Regions from separate parts of the Mus musculus genome. Here region 2 is linked to region 1. A link is a contact called in public promoter capture Hi-C data. All regions are on one chromosome and are shown on one strand. Each heading gives the region's core, a stretch centred on a gene start, on an enhancer-like site or on the middle of the called end of the contact. The rest is flanking DNA. Distances are from core to core; before and after follow the strand shown.

Region 1 (6,760 bases), core at 1,809-4,308:
AGCACCCCTTGCACTGTCCCCTCTCTGTAAACACTTCCAGTTCTCTCTCTCTCACACACACACAGACAGGCACAAATGGTGGTTAGAAATTTTCGTTTGGGAGCCAAGCTCCCTCTGGTCTCCGTGGAAGGAAAAGGACAATTTAGTTCAGAGAAGAGCTCTGGGTATGCTCCAAAATGAACAACAACAACAACAACAACAAAACATTTAAAAGGCAAGTGTCCACCTGAAGGTATCTTAGGAACCTCAGAGTGGGCGTTTGTAAGTTGAAATAAATCTGCTTTCGTTGGGGGGGGGCGGTGGGGTTGGGGAAAATCGAATCTAAGCCATCTTGGGAACTGACTCGGACCTCCCTGTTGTTTGTTTGGACTTTTTAGTGGTGGTTCATTTTTGGCCTAGTAGTGGCTTCTTGGCTTTGTGGATCTACCTGATTCACACACGTTCATCAGCATCAGCACAGGCTCCCCTCTATTCGCCAACTCAGTGCTCTGCTATCCTAGCCTGCAATTTTCCCTTTCAGACGGGTTAGTTCCTGCTGGAAAACCCAGCAGACCCGCATCAGACGCAGGGACTCCAACCTCAGCAGGGGCTCGGCCCAGCTGGCTGGTTGCTTGCAGTTTCCAGAAGGCAACCTTGGGTCCTCAAAGGACCTGGCAGGACCACCCTCCTCCTCTCCCATGCCCAGTCTGTGGGCAGGCTAGGCTGTTGCGGGTCTCCTGAGGCCCAGGCTCAAGCATAGCTTAACCACCCGGTTAAGCCCTTGTTGCATGGCGATTTTCTGAGCTGCCGAACGGAGTAATTAAATCCCCCTCTGTACTCCGCTCTGCGCCAGCACCGTGAGAAACCCCGGGCTCTCGTTTCGAGTGGGAACCCACCAAGCTTGGCCATTTTCACCTCTATGACAGGCAGGACGCTGCCCGGTCCGCAATGTGGCATGGAAAAGACAACCCCCATCTCGTTCAAACAGGGAGATAATTTTAATTGCGACTTTGGGAGAAAAGAGGGAAATTACCTGCTCCGGGCGAGGGGGAGGGTATCTGCTCGGAGACCCCCGCCTTGACAGCCGCCGCGCCGACTCGGTCAGGGCAGTTTCCTCTGCGCACCGCGTTCTCCTCCTAGAACTCTGCAGGGCCATGGAATTCGGCCGCATGGGGTACCGTTGTCGAAAATGGGGTTATCGCCGGCTTTGAGAGGCCTTTAGAATCTCCTGCTAGGTTCCAGGGACATAGAACAATCTGGAAACTCCACGACGATTTCGCCTTGCTCGTTAATGGAGAATCATGGGCTAAAGGCTGGGAGAAGCCGAGAAAGCCTTCCCGAAAGCGGGTCCTAAGTGAACCGCGCAGTGGGAGCGCGAATCTGGCTGGCACTGAGACCACCCACCTGCCCAGCCGACCCCGAGGCACTGCGGTCTCGCGCCCCTCTAGCCCCTGGATCCCTCTTGCTAGACCTCCCGCCTCGGCTGGGCGCGGACTCCCGAGCCTCCTGGGCCCCTGATGGCTCTGGAGCACAGAGGCGCGGGGAATACAGCGGACAGCAGGACCCCCCCCCCCCCGCGCCAGGGAGCAAGAGGCGCGGGTTTCCGGTCCAGTGGAGTTCTGCACCCCGGGCCCCAGGCCTTTACCTGTTCCAGGGCCTCGGACAGACAGATGGACGCCAGCCGCAGAGGCCAGAGGAGGCCCTGCCGTGCGCGCGCCCCCTCAGCGCTGTCCGCAGAGGACCTGGGAGGGGGTGACGGGGGCGCGCCCGAGAAGCTGAGCCCTCCTGGCTGGGCGCCCCCCGAGCCGAGGGGACCGAGGGCTTTCCACCCTCCTTGGATTATTAAAAAGTTCATTTCCTGGCGAATCGGGTGACGTCAGGGGCCCGGCGTCGCGGTGGCGGGGCCGCCGGGCCGGAGAAGCCGCCTCCAGTTACCCAATTACGGACTGTCAATCCTGCCGCCCCTCCCCCATCCTTGGGGGCGGCGGGGACCCCAGCCTTTCCCCAGCTCGGGACCAACCTGGGACTCCTCTGGAATTATTCTTTAGGGGTTTCGGTCCCTGCAAAGATAGAGGAGCTATGTGGAGGGCTCCAAGCTTGGCCAATCCATCGCACCTGTCTAGATTCCCCTAAAAGTCTTGGACTCACAAGCTTCTTTCTGGACTCTTGGAGTTTAGGTCTCCCATCTATAGCCAGGGAGGGAGCTAGGTTTGTATACTCGCCACTGAACTCACTTGTCTCTCCAGAATGGAGGTGTTGTGGAGAAAAACTCCAGGTGACTTTGGGGAAAAAGTGCTCACAACATTGCTTCCCTCTCCCTAAAGACCGTCTCGGGGACCCTTAGAAAGAAAAAATATATATGGTTAATACCCCGGGAGTCTCCCTTCAGCCGACTCTGGCGCCAGTTTCCCGCTCCACGGCCTCGCCCCAGGCAGTTCAGCCTGGTGGTCTACTAAGGCCCCGCCCGGAGCCCTTCCCCCTCCCTGGGCCACTGGCTTGACCGCGACCATTATTGGTCTAGCACAGCCTCAAGTGTCTTAGTGCTCAAAGTTCGGGTGCCCTAGAGAAGTCCACAATCCCTAGACTCATGTTGTCCAGCGGATCCTACCAGCCTCTTGCACAGCTATCCCTGATAGAAGGACAGAGAGTTTGGGGAGTCAGTTGGATTTGGGCTGGCCGTCGTCCGTAGCAGTGGAGGTGGGGCTCCGCCCGAGAGTAGAAAGCTGTGGTCCCAGCAGAGAGATACCCAGAAGGTGCACGTCTCGGCTCCTGGGAAGTCAGGGACCCTATTCGTGCCTAGTTGCTGGGAGGGCAGAGGTTGGAAGACCTGAGCGTCTGCCGGAGGGGTGCAGGGTCTGCCCACGGCGAAGGTCCCCTGGGGGGGGGGGGCGTTGGCATCAGAGGCCGCAGAGAGGGCGCTGGTAGGGGGCCAGGCAGCCTAGGAGGCCAGCTTGCGGGTCATTCCCGAAGTCCAGCGGCCAAAGCGGCGGGAGCAGCCAATGGGGGGGCGGAGGCTGGGCGGCGCGCGGCGCTGATTGGCTGGCGCCGGCTTCATAGGCGTGCGCGGCCCCCGCTTCACGTCTGTGCAGGAGTCGGCAGCTGGCGCCAGGGCGGCCGGAGGATGCAGAGGGGCCGGAGCCGGGCGGGCCGGAGGCCGAGACGCGCGCTGTCCCCCACCCCTATCCCGTGAATCCGCCGGCCCTGGAACGCGCTGTCGCTGGGCCCGCCGTACCCGGGCTCTCCTGGTGTCTCTTACTCTCTACTGCTGAGCCCTCCCCTTCCCGCGCCGCTGCGAGTGTAAGTTTGAGGTTCAGGGGGCTTGTGGACATTCCTAGGTTGGAGGGATCTCTGTGGAGCTCAGACCAGGATCTCCTGTGGGCGATTACGTTCTTATGCTTTGGGGAGAGGTTGGCTGACTGCTAGAGAGTGCATTGGGGACCGGCTCGCAGCCCCAGGAACTGCGGGTGCGTTTTTTGGGGTGGCCCGGGGTGTTGGGGGTTAGTTTGTGTATATATTGTCAAAGTGTTACGGGGGCGTGGGAGAGCGTGTGCCCCAGAGTGGATGTCTAGGCAACTGTCTCTAACTTTTAGTCAGAGTTTATGTGTTTGTGTGCCCAGAGGACAGGGGCACGGTGTGAGAACCTGATTTCAGTTCCGCGTGCGTTTTGGGGGGGTCACCGATGTCAGGACCTATCCGTGTGTGTGACCTCGTGTATGTGGAGTTGCGTCTGTGGGAACGCGAGTTTCCCTGCAAGTGTATGAGGCTGAACCCCTTCCTTCACCTTCCTTTCGTTTTAAACCTTGCGCTTTCCTTCCACCCGGGACTGGTCCTCAGTGAAGCTCCGATGGAACGTCTTTGCTCTCAAGACACAGACTTTGGGAATGGGGGTGTCAGAAGGCGGCAGTGTCCTTCACATTCCCTCTGTTATCCAGGGCCGCCCCACCTTCGCCTGGTTCCCAAGACACAGTAGTGGACCATGGAGGTGGCGCCTGAGCAGCCTCGCTGGATGGCGCACCCCGCCGTATTGAATGCGCAGCACCCCGACTCGCACCATCCGGGCCTGGCGCATAACTACATGGAGCCAGCACAGCTGCTGCCTCCCGACGAGGTGGATGTCTTCTTCAACCATCTCGACTCGCAGGGCAACCCTTACTACGCCAACCCGGCCCACGCGCGCGCGCGCGTTTCCTACAGCCCGGCGCATGGTGAGCTTTGGCCCCCGAGGTTTCTGGAAGCCTGGCGCCCGGGCCAGGCCTTGGAGGGGGGACGGCCTGTTGCTGCTTCCCGGATGTGGGATCCACAGGAATCTGAGCAGCTGCGAAATCGGGCCTAAGAAGATGGAGGCAGGGACTTCTTAGGGAGGGTCTGGGACCTGTAGGGTTTCGGTCCATTTCCAAGTGTCTTGGCGGGGGTGGGGGTGGGGGAATCCTTCTGGGCCCTGTCCGGTGGGGCTGCTGTGTCACTTGTCCTTCGGCCTTTCACTGACATTGCTGATGATTACAGGCTGAGGTGTTACGTTTCTGATGTTTTAAAGGGTGGGGCTGCTGATGGTAGTTCGCTGAGTTGTGATCCTGTGTGCCCGGGTCATGGCTCTGAAGCCCCTGGTCATCCTCACCCCCTTTCCCTCTGCACAGCCCGTCTCACCGGAGGCCAGATGTGCCGACCACACTTGTTGCACAGCCCAGGCTTGCCGTGGCTGGACGGGGGCAAAGCAGCTCTCTCTGCCGCCGCTGCCCATCACCACAGTCCCTGGACCGTCAGCCCGTTCTCCAAGACCCCGCTGCACCCCTCAGCTGCTGGAGCACCCGGAGGGCCTCTGTCTGTTTACCCAGGGGCTGCGGGTGGGAGCGGGGGAGGCAGTGGGAGCTCCGTGGCCTCCCTCACCCCCACTGCAGCCCACTCGGGCTCCCATCTCTTCGGCTTCCCACCCACGCCACCCAAAGAAGTGTCTCCAGACCCCAGCACAACAGGAGCTGCTTCCCCGGCCTCTTCTTCTGCAGGGGGTAGTGTAGCCCGGGGTGAGGACAAGGATGGCGTCAAGTACCAAGTGTCACTCTCCGAGAGCATGAAGATGGAAGGCGGCAGTCCCCTGCGCCCGGGCCTAGCTACCATGGGCACCCAGCCTGCAACACACCACCCGATACCCACCTATCCCTCCTATGTGCCCGCCGCAGCTCATGACTATGGCAGCAGTCTCTTCCATCCAGGAGGCTTCCTGGGTGGCCCCGCCTCCAGCTTCACCCCTAAGCAGAGAAGCAAGGCTCGCTCCTGCTCAGGTAAAGGCAGGTGTGGGACTTCAGGGCCTGTGGGTGTGGTGTGCCTCTGTAAAAGGGGTCCGTGGTCTGATAGAGGGGCCATGCTAGGGCGCCTGATTTAAGAATGGGTGGTGGTCATCTCTGATAGTCCACAGGCATTTGAAGTTCCCTGTGGGGAGGAAGAAACCCCTAAAACTTTCATCCTGCCGTTAAGTGCTCCTAGGAACCCCCATGTTCAGCTCCTCTCCGCACCCCTCCTCATGGCCTCCTCTCCAAGGTTGACAAGTATCAGCTAAAACACAGAATGAGGTTCCCTGTCTCCCTCCCCAAACGTTCAGCTGAGACCGAGCAGCCTCGTGACTGGGCGTGGGGGAGAATGGAGGCTGTAGGTGAGGGAAGGAGTCAGTGTGTACTTATGTGTACGTGTGTCTGTGAGCGTGTGTGCATGCCGTGGGCACTGCAGAGATCTAGGCCCTAGAGGAATCTGGTTCTCCAACTCTGCTAGTCCAGTTTTAGGATTGCAGCGGCTCCAGATCTCCTTGGAGATTTCCCCAAAGCAAAATTCCCAAGGCCTGCTTGCATCCTAGTGACCCTGATCCCTCTCCCTGGGGGTAGGAGTGAGAACCTGTGCGGGTGCCTGCACCCCTTTGCCAGCTGCAGCTGGATCCAGCTAGGTTTGTCCAGCCATATGGCCCTCAGGCAATAACCCGTGGCTCCGAGGCTCCTTCCCATAGCTTTTAGCAAGGGAGGGGGGAAGGCTTCCTCCAAAGTTTATTTCTGAGTTGAAGAACCAACTTCTCATAGGTGACTTAGTTCCAACTAGATCAGGAAGAATTTCCATGGTACTGAGCTACTAAGCCCTCGCTCCGCTGAACTCCAGCCCCAACTTGACTCTTGTCTCCTGCTCTACTAAGACCAGAGACTTTGCCCTTTTTTGCAAAGTCTTGGCCTGTTTGTAGCCCTCTCTTCCGTGTTTGTTTTGTATTCTATTTAAGCTCCAGATGGCCAAAAACAACAACAGAAAATAAGGCCACCTAGCCTAAAGTGAAAGAACTTATTTATTTCATTTTAGAAACAACTTTGATCATTGAATTCTAGGAGTTTGGCTGAAAGGGAGCCCAACTGGAGGAAGAGAAAAGGTTTCCTGGCCTTAGCCGGAGCATAAAGACAGCGAGGGGCTGATGGGAGAGATGAGAAAAAGACTTAGAGATGCTGGCTCAGTTGGGCAAAGTGATAGAGCAGCAGAGAGGCTCCCCCAGACCCCAATCCTGGACAACTGTGGCCTGAGCTGAGCGAGGGACAGTAGCCTGTGCTCTGTAAAACCGGCCTTCAGTTCCTTTTCCGGGTAACTTGCTGCTGGCTCTGAGAACCCCTGGCAGCCTGCATTTGCTGTTTCTCTTTGCTCTTCCTCAGCAACATCAGAAATGAGAATTTATCCTTAAAAGACCCTGGACTTCTTTTAAGGGGACTCCTTGAGTCCCTCTTTCTGCCAGGGGTGGGTCTCCCTTAATACAACCTTGATCCTC
Region 2 (6,760 bases), core at 1,829-4,328, 430 kb after region 1:
TCTTTATGCCCTTTGTATATTTTGAAAACCCCATAAAATGTATTTAGAATAAAAGATTGTATTAATATCAATTACTTATGGTTTTCAAAAACCTTAGCTGTGTTGCAAATGATATCTGTAAATTACCTGATATCATATGCAGAAAAATAATATACAAATTATGAATTTTCATATATTGTAAATTTACATATCAAAGTGTAGGCAGCTCTACTTATGAGTGACTGGAAAATACAGAAACCTCCTCTCTGGTCTGAATGACAACAGCTTTGAAATCTTGTGGCTATACCCCCACCTCTTTGTTCATTTCTTCAGCATTGACCTGTGTGATGGCGAAAGTTACTAGATTCAGAATTGTTATGTGCTTATTTCTCCCATAAAAATATTTGGTACAGGATTGGAGACATGGCTAAGCGGTTAAGAGCACTGACTGCTCTTCCAGAGGTTCTGAGTTCAAATCCCAGCAACCACATGGTGGCTCACAACCATCTGTAATGAGATCTGATGCCCTCTTCTGGTGTGTCTGAAGACAGCTATAGTGTACTTATGTATAAGTATAATAAACAAACAAACAAACAAACAAACAAATCTTTAAAAAATATTTGGTACAGTAAATAGGTTATAATTATGGTAAAAATGATCAACATCAAAGCTTTGGATTTTTATTTATAAAAAAGACCTGAAAAGCTGGACATAGTGGCACAGGTCTTTAATCCTAGTACTCTCTCTGAGTTCGAGACCATCCTGGTCTACAAAGTGAGCTCCAGGACTGCCAGGGCAGTAGTACAGAGAAACCCTGTCTCAAAAAGAAAAAACAAACAAATAAACAAACAAACCCAACAACCAACCAACCATCCAATCAAACAAAAACAGCTAAAGAGCAGAAAAGTAACAAGGACAGGGCTCCAAAAATCTAGTTTTCCCCAAATTGCCTTCAACAGACTTTTGTTAACAAACTAAGAAATATTAACAACTATGACATCAGAAAATAATGTCCCAGTTCTAATGTTTCCAGTTCCAAAGCGAAATGTTTTATTAAGAAAGCCTTTTTGTTTTGTTTTGTTTTGTTTTTCGAGACAGGGTTTCTCTGTACAGCCCTGGCTGTCCTGGAACTCATTCTGTAGACCAGGCTGGCCTTGAACTCAGAAATCTGCCTGCCTCTGTCTCCCAAGTGCTGGGATTAAAGGCGTGTGTCACCACACCTGGCTCCTCATTGTTTTTTATAGTGTCAAAGGGCTAACAATTCTAATGCGTACACGTAATACTCTGTGTTAGGAATACCCTCCTTCCCCGGTCCAGTTCTTCAGAATTCAGCGCAGATAACATTTTCTGAAGTAAAGGACTTCATGTTTTATTCACTTCTCTATTCCGTGTCTGTGTTGATACCTGGTATGGAAGAGTTGCTTGGTCTCCAGTCCAGGCCCCATCCTGCTTAGCCTCAGAGATCTGACAAGAGCAGGAGCGTTGGGGGAGGGGAGAGTCTATCCCCAAGCTATCCCAAAAGTGGTTGCTGTATCTCAGTTACGTTCTTCTAGCTGGGTTGTCTTGTCTGGTCCCAGTGGGAGAGGATGCGCCTAGCCTCACAAACTTGATATGTGTGTGTGTGTGTGTGTGTGTGTGTGTGTGTGTGTGTGTGTGATACCCAGGAGGGCCCCCACCTGCTCAGTGGATAAAAGGAGGAGGGAGGGGGGAAATATTGTGGGAGGGGTGACAGGGAGGGGAATGTAAAGTGAGTAAATTAAAAAAAAAAGAGTTTCTTGGTATGGTTGTTTGATCAAACTAATGCTTTGTTTAGTTCTACATCATTCCTAATAACCTTACCCTCCTATATCTGAATAAATATTTCTGAGGCAGGGTCTTTCTAGGTAGCCTTAGCTGGCCTCTGATTCACAGCAATCTTGCCTGCCTCTGTCTCCTGTGTGCTAGGATTAAAGGCATGTGTCACTATATCTGCCCTTCTCTCTTTGTGTTTTTACATGTATATGTTAGCTTTGGAGATTCTGATTTTGCTTAAACCATGCTTTAAGTTATTATCCTCTTGTCCAACTATAAATCCTTCCAGGAGACTTTCTTCCCTTTATTTGTGGCATTATGACATCTACTTTTGACCTCCACCCTCAAAGTTAATTCACAGTCATTATTTGCTCTCTGAGATAGAGGCCTCATTCCTGGGGAAGGGCCAGCTGAAGCAAACTTGAAACATTCCCGCATTTATAGAAAAAAAAAATGGCAACAATGGCTTATTTCCAAGTGACCTAAAAGCCAGCTGCAGCTTCTCAGTTGGCACATCTGCCCACCCGTGCTAAGCCCTAAGTGTCAGCCATTATTTATGGTGCCTTCCCTATTTCTCTTCTTGAGGGTGATTTTACAGCCATTTAAGTTTGTGACCCCTGGTTTATAACCTAACACTCTTACTGTATGTTGTTTCTGCCATCACCAGATTTCCCCAGTCCTACTTTTGCCAGCGCGGTAGGAAATGGCTGAACATGCATACCACCCTAATTACACTCAACTTTCCCCGCTGATGTCGTTTCCCTGATTTGTTTAATACGAACAAGTCACCCTCAGATGTACATAAGGCTTGCAATAATGAGTCACAGAGATGATAAAGACAAATAAGCTTTCTCTTCTTTTTCCTTTGGTGTGCTCGCAATGTTTTGCATTCACCCAGTTCCTTATACTTTTTCCGAGTGCTTTAATATGCATTATAGCTCATTAGTTCCTCTTAAGAATCATGTGGGGAAAATGCAAGGCAATTATATTCCTGGCTTTAAAGTTAAGAGAGTCGCCCAGGGATACATTCAGCGCTGATTGAATTTAAACGAACCGAACCCTGCTTTATTATGGGCTCCGGGAAGGCAGGAGAGCCCTTACCTCGATGGCATTTATAGTCTAGCGGGGTCGCAAAATAATCAGCCGGGTCATTTAGGGAAGGGAATTATCCTGGAGGTCTAGCAAATGGATTATGCCGCAGGGAGACCGGAGCGGCCGCTGACCCCACACCGGCCGGCCGACCGAGGGGGCGTCCCCTCTCTAGGCCCCTACTTACTCGCTGCTGCTCCGCCGCCATGGCGCCGTGACTAGGCACACGCGGGGTCGGGAGGGCGCGGCGGGGCAGGCCTGACTGACTACACTACCCGAAATGGGCCTGGGCTGACAAGCACTATAAATAGACCAAGCGAGGGGGGTGCAAGGGACAGGCGGCGTCCCAGCGAGGACGAGGAGGGCGCTGGCGGCCACCCAGAGGTAACAGGTGCTCGGCCTCCGCGCGGGAAGCGGCCGGGACACGCGCTGCAGTGTGCGCCTGCGCGGGGTCTTCCCGCGCCTGTTCCACACAGACCCCAGAGGTCCCTCACCGGCAAGTGCGCCTGCGCGGGGTCTTCCCGCGCCACACCGCGCGCTAGGGACAACGGTGTTCTGTCAGTCAAGAGCCCAAAAAGACACCTTTGAAAAGAGAATTTGGAAATCGGATCTTTTAAGGGGACACGTCTTTCATTTAATCTTTAAACGTTGCAAAGCTCACCCGAGGCTTCTGTGTGATCTTATTGAGTACGGCCTATGGTAGGGTTGCTGAAGAAAACACAGGAATCCAGTTAAATATACAATTCAGACATACAAGTGGTATTTCTTTTCTTTTTTTCGTATAATATGTTTCAGAGATCGCATGGCCAGTCCACATTTAGAAGCAACTCATTGTTTTGAAACCAAAAACAGGTTTTGGTTTCAATACAGAACATAGAATTCTGTATTTTTATTTATTACAGCTGGCAACTGAATTTCAGCACTCAGCTTCTGATGTGGGAGGGGGGATTTCCTGTAAGTGGAAAGTGTCCCCGAATCCTGAGAAAAGATTAATTCTGTTCTCAGGGTGCTCTCAGTGATGGGGAGCTAGTACCCCTCAGAATGTCATAGAGCATCATCTATTTTGTGATTAAAGACTCAGTATTAAGTCAGCTAGCTTAAAACGAGCCAGAATGGCTTTAGTGTAGTAATACACATTTGTGTGAGGGTTACAAGCTCTTGGGAGGAGGGGTCAAATGACCCTTTCACAGGGGTCACCTAAGACCCTTGGAAATATCACCACAACATGAGAGTCTGTATTAAAGGGTCACAGCATTAGGAAGGGTGAGGATCTCGATAGGTTAAAGTGAAGCTGTCAGTGGATGTGTATTTCTAGGAGAGAATCTGTCACCTGGTTGTTTCAGTTTCTAGAAACCGTTCTGATTCTTTTGTGTGTGATTCCTTTCTCTTAAAGTCAAGATCAAGCTAGAAGTGGTTGGACATACTTGTAATTCCAGCACCCAAGAAGTAAAGGCAGGGGAATCAGGAATTTAAGGGGCTGTCGGCTTCACTGGGAGTTCAAGGCTAGCTTGGGGCACATGAGACACTGTACAATAATACTCCGTTACTCCCTCCCCCAAAGCTTTGGGGGTCATAGAAATAAGTCTTTCTCAGGTTGGATCATTCTGGTGCACACTCATATTTTTCCTTTTAAAAAAATCTTTGTGGTAAAATATGTTTAACATAGATTTTACCACCTAGTCATTTTAAGTGTTCAATCTAGCATCACTAAATATATTTATATATCAATATATAAACTATAACTTACTATAGTTTGGATGTTGATTTTCCCCCAGAAGTTTGCATGTTGAACCGGTGAGTTCCAGAATGATGCTATTTGGAGGTGTTTGACCCTTAGGGCGGGAGACCTGATAAGTCCTTAGATTACTGGAGGGCATGCCTCTGATAGAGTCAACAGGAGCTCAGTTGGTTCTCTTCCTCTCCTACTTCAGTTTGCCTACTAGAGGTCCAAAACAATGGGCTCAGTTTGGAACCGTTCCTGCTTGAAAGAAAATCTTTCTTTTCTTTATAAGTTAATCATCTCAGATATTTCGTTATAGTAACTGGAAGCTGACTAATACAACTGCCATCACCACTTCCATTTCTATATTTTAAAATCATGACAGTCATTAGAAAGTAATGCCTCATTTTTCTTCTTTCCCAAATATCCAATCATCTCTAGACTATTTTCTGCTTGTATAAATTTACCTTTTATATACTTTACATAAGCAGAAACATATATTTGTCTTTTGTTACTAATTTATTGAATACTGCCCTTAAAGTTCATATATCATCTATGAAAATTTTCATGTTTTAAGACTCAATATTACTCTATGTATTTAATGTATGCATATTTAATTGGATTTTTCATTTTTGAGAGAACTCACTATGCATTCATGACTGTCCCCAGACTCATCATCCCCTGGCCTCAAGTCTCCCTTAGAACATTTTAATATTATTCTCACATATGTCAGTATCTTATAGTTCATGTTTTAGTTATTTGAGGAAATTTCTCTCCGTTTCTCACAGATCTACAGCTCCATTTAGAGCCATCTACAGTGATTTCTGTCCCTCCTTTTAGTTTTCTTTACAGGATGTCAGTGTGAAGCCAAGGAATCTTGTCTTGAAGCCTTCTTTAATTTTCTCACTGGTCATTTTAGTTTACCTTTTATATTTGTTTCAGGAGAAAGTGAGTTCTGTGAAAAATCAGAGCTTTGAGTCCAGGGGCCAATTTAGAGCCTTCATTTTATCCCTAGGTGACTTTAGTTGATTTAGAAATCTTGTTTGCCAAATGATGAGTGTTAATATTTAACAAACATCGATACATCAAACACTAAGGGCTCTGCAGCTTGAACTTGGTCCTTGGTTGGCCTCATGTGTGTATGTGTGTGTGTGTGTATGTCTTGTGTGTATGTTTGTGTGTGTGTCTATGTCTCTGTGTGTTTGTGTGTTTATTGAGTGTGCGTATATGTGTATGTATGTGGGGGTGTGTGAGTGTGTGTGTCTGTGTGTTTGTGTATGTATGTGTGTGTATGTGTGTGAGTGTGTATGTATGTGTGTGTGAATGTGTGTATGTGTGTGTATGTGTCTGTGTGTTTGTGTATGTCTGTGTGTGTGTTTGTGTGTGTGCATGTGTGTGAACACATGTACACAGGCAGCTTGAGGTGCAGGTGTGATAGTGGAACAGTTGCAATGTTTTCTCTCCTTCCCTTCTTTCTCTTCCTCCCTTCCTTCCTTTCTTCTTTCTTTTCTGTCCTTGTTGATTCTTGTCTAAAAAGCACAGAACATTCCCATCTGTGCCTGGCGTGTCGTGCTCTCCGTGCTTGGCCTTGTACTGTGGCAATGGGCAACACTCACTGCATACCTGCCCCCCTCCATGCTAGTCAGTTTTCTGTCACTTTAACAAATGCCCGAGAAAATCAGCTTATAAAGGAAAAGGGTTCATTTTGGTTCATAGTTTTATAGATTGCAGTTCATGATCAACTGGCCTCATTGCTACTGAGCCTGCAGAGAGAGGTACATTAGGGCAGAAGTACGTGAGTGCAATAAGAGTACTTGTTTTATGGTCTGGGAGTAGAAGAATGGCAGGAAGAGACCGAGGTCCTACAAATGACTTTGAGGACACACCCCTAGCGATCTGGAGACCTCATCCTAGGCCCTACCTCGTAAAGTCCCCATTGCCTTCTGATTGCAGCAAGCTTGGAGTGAAGCTTGAGCATATAAGCCTTGGAGAACATTCCAGATCTGAACTATGACACAGCAGCTGTGAAAGCACTCATACGCCAGGACCTCTGTCCTCTTCACCCCTGCAACATGCATGTGCTCAGCTCAGGGCAGCATCAAATGGCTGTAAGACAAAGTGCTTACATGCAAGAAGGTATGCCTGCACACCCAGTGTCCTGATCCTGTCCCCCGAAGCCTT

Evidence for each region. Promoter capture Hi-C pulls out the DNA fragments that hold promoters and counts their contacts.
Region 2: a promoter capture Hi-C map of stem cell-derived epiblast-like cells shows a contact between it and region 1, with 5 times the contacts expected there. The contact joins the promoter of Kbtbd12 here to the promoter of Gata2 in region 1. A contact is called at or near these places in 6 of 39 promoter capture datasets (embryonic stem cells, hematopoietic stem and progenitor cells, hippocampal neurons and 2 more), 1 of 484 Hi-C or Micro-C datasets (embryonic stem cells), 1 of 115 datasets of contacts at active chromatin or transcription factors (bone marrow-derived macrophages) and 2 of 9 other capture datasets (liver and macrophages).

The regions. Positions count from the first base shown.
Region 1 is chr6:88,195,606-88,202,365 of GRCm38.p6, forward strand. It overlaps Gata2 (GATA binding protein 2), which reads left to right and starts at 3,059. Exons shown (of 6, transcript NM_008090.5): 1 at 3,059-3,276; 2 at 3,912-4,184; 3 at 4,614-5,255. The coding sequence starts at 3,956. Gm38708 (a long non-coding RNA gene) reads right to left here and starts at 1,778. Exons shown (of 4, transcript XR_001785312.2): 1 at 1,013-1,778.
Region 2 is chr6:88,624,351-88,631,110 of GRCm38.p6, forward strand. It overlaps Kbtbd12 (kelch repeat and BTB (POZ) domain containing 12), which reads right to left and starts at 3,079. Exons shown (of 6, transcript NM_001278671.2): 1 at 3,047-3,079.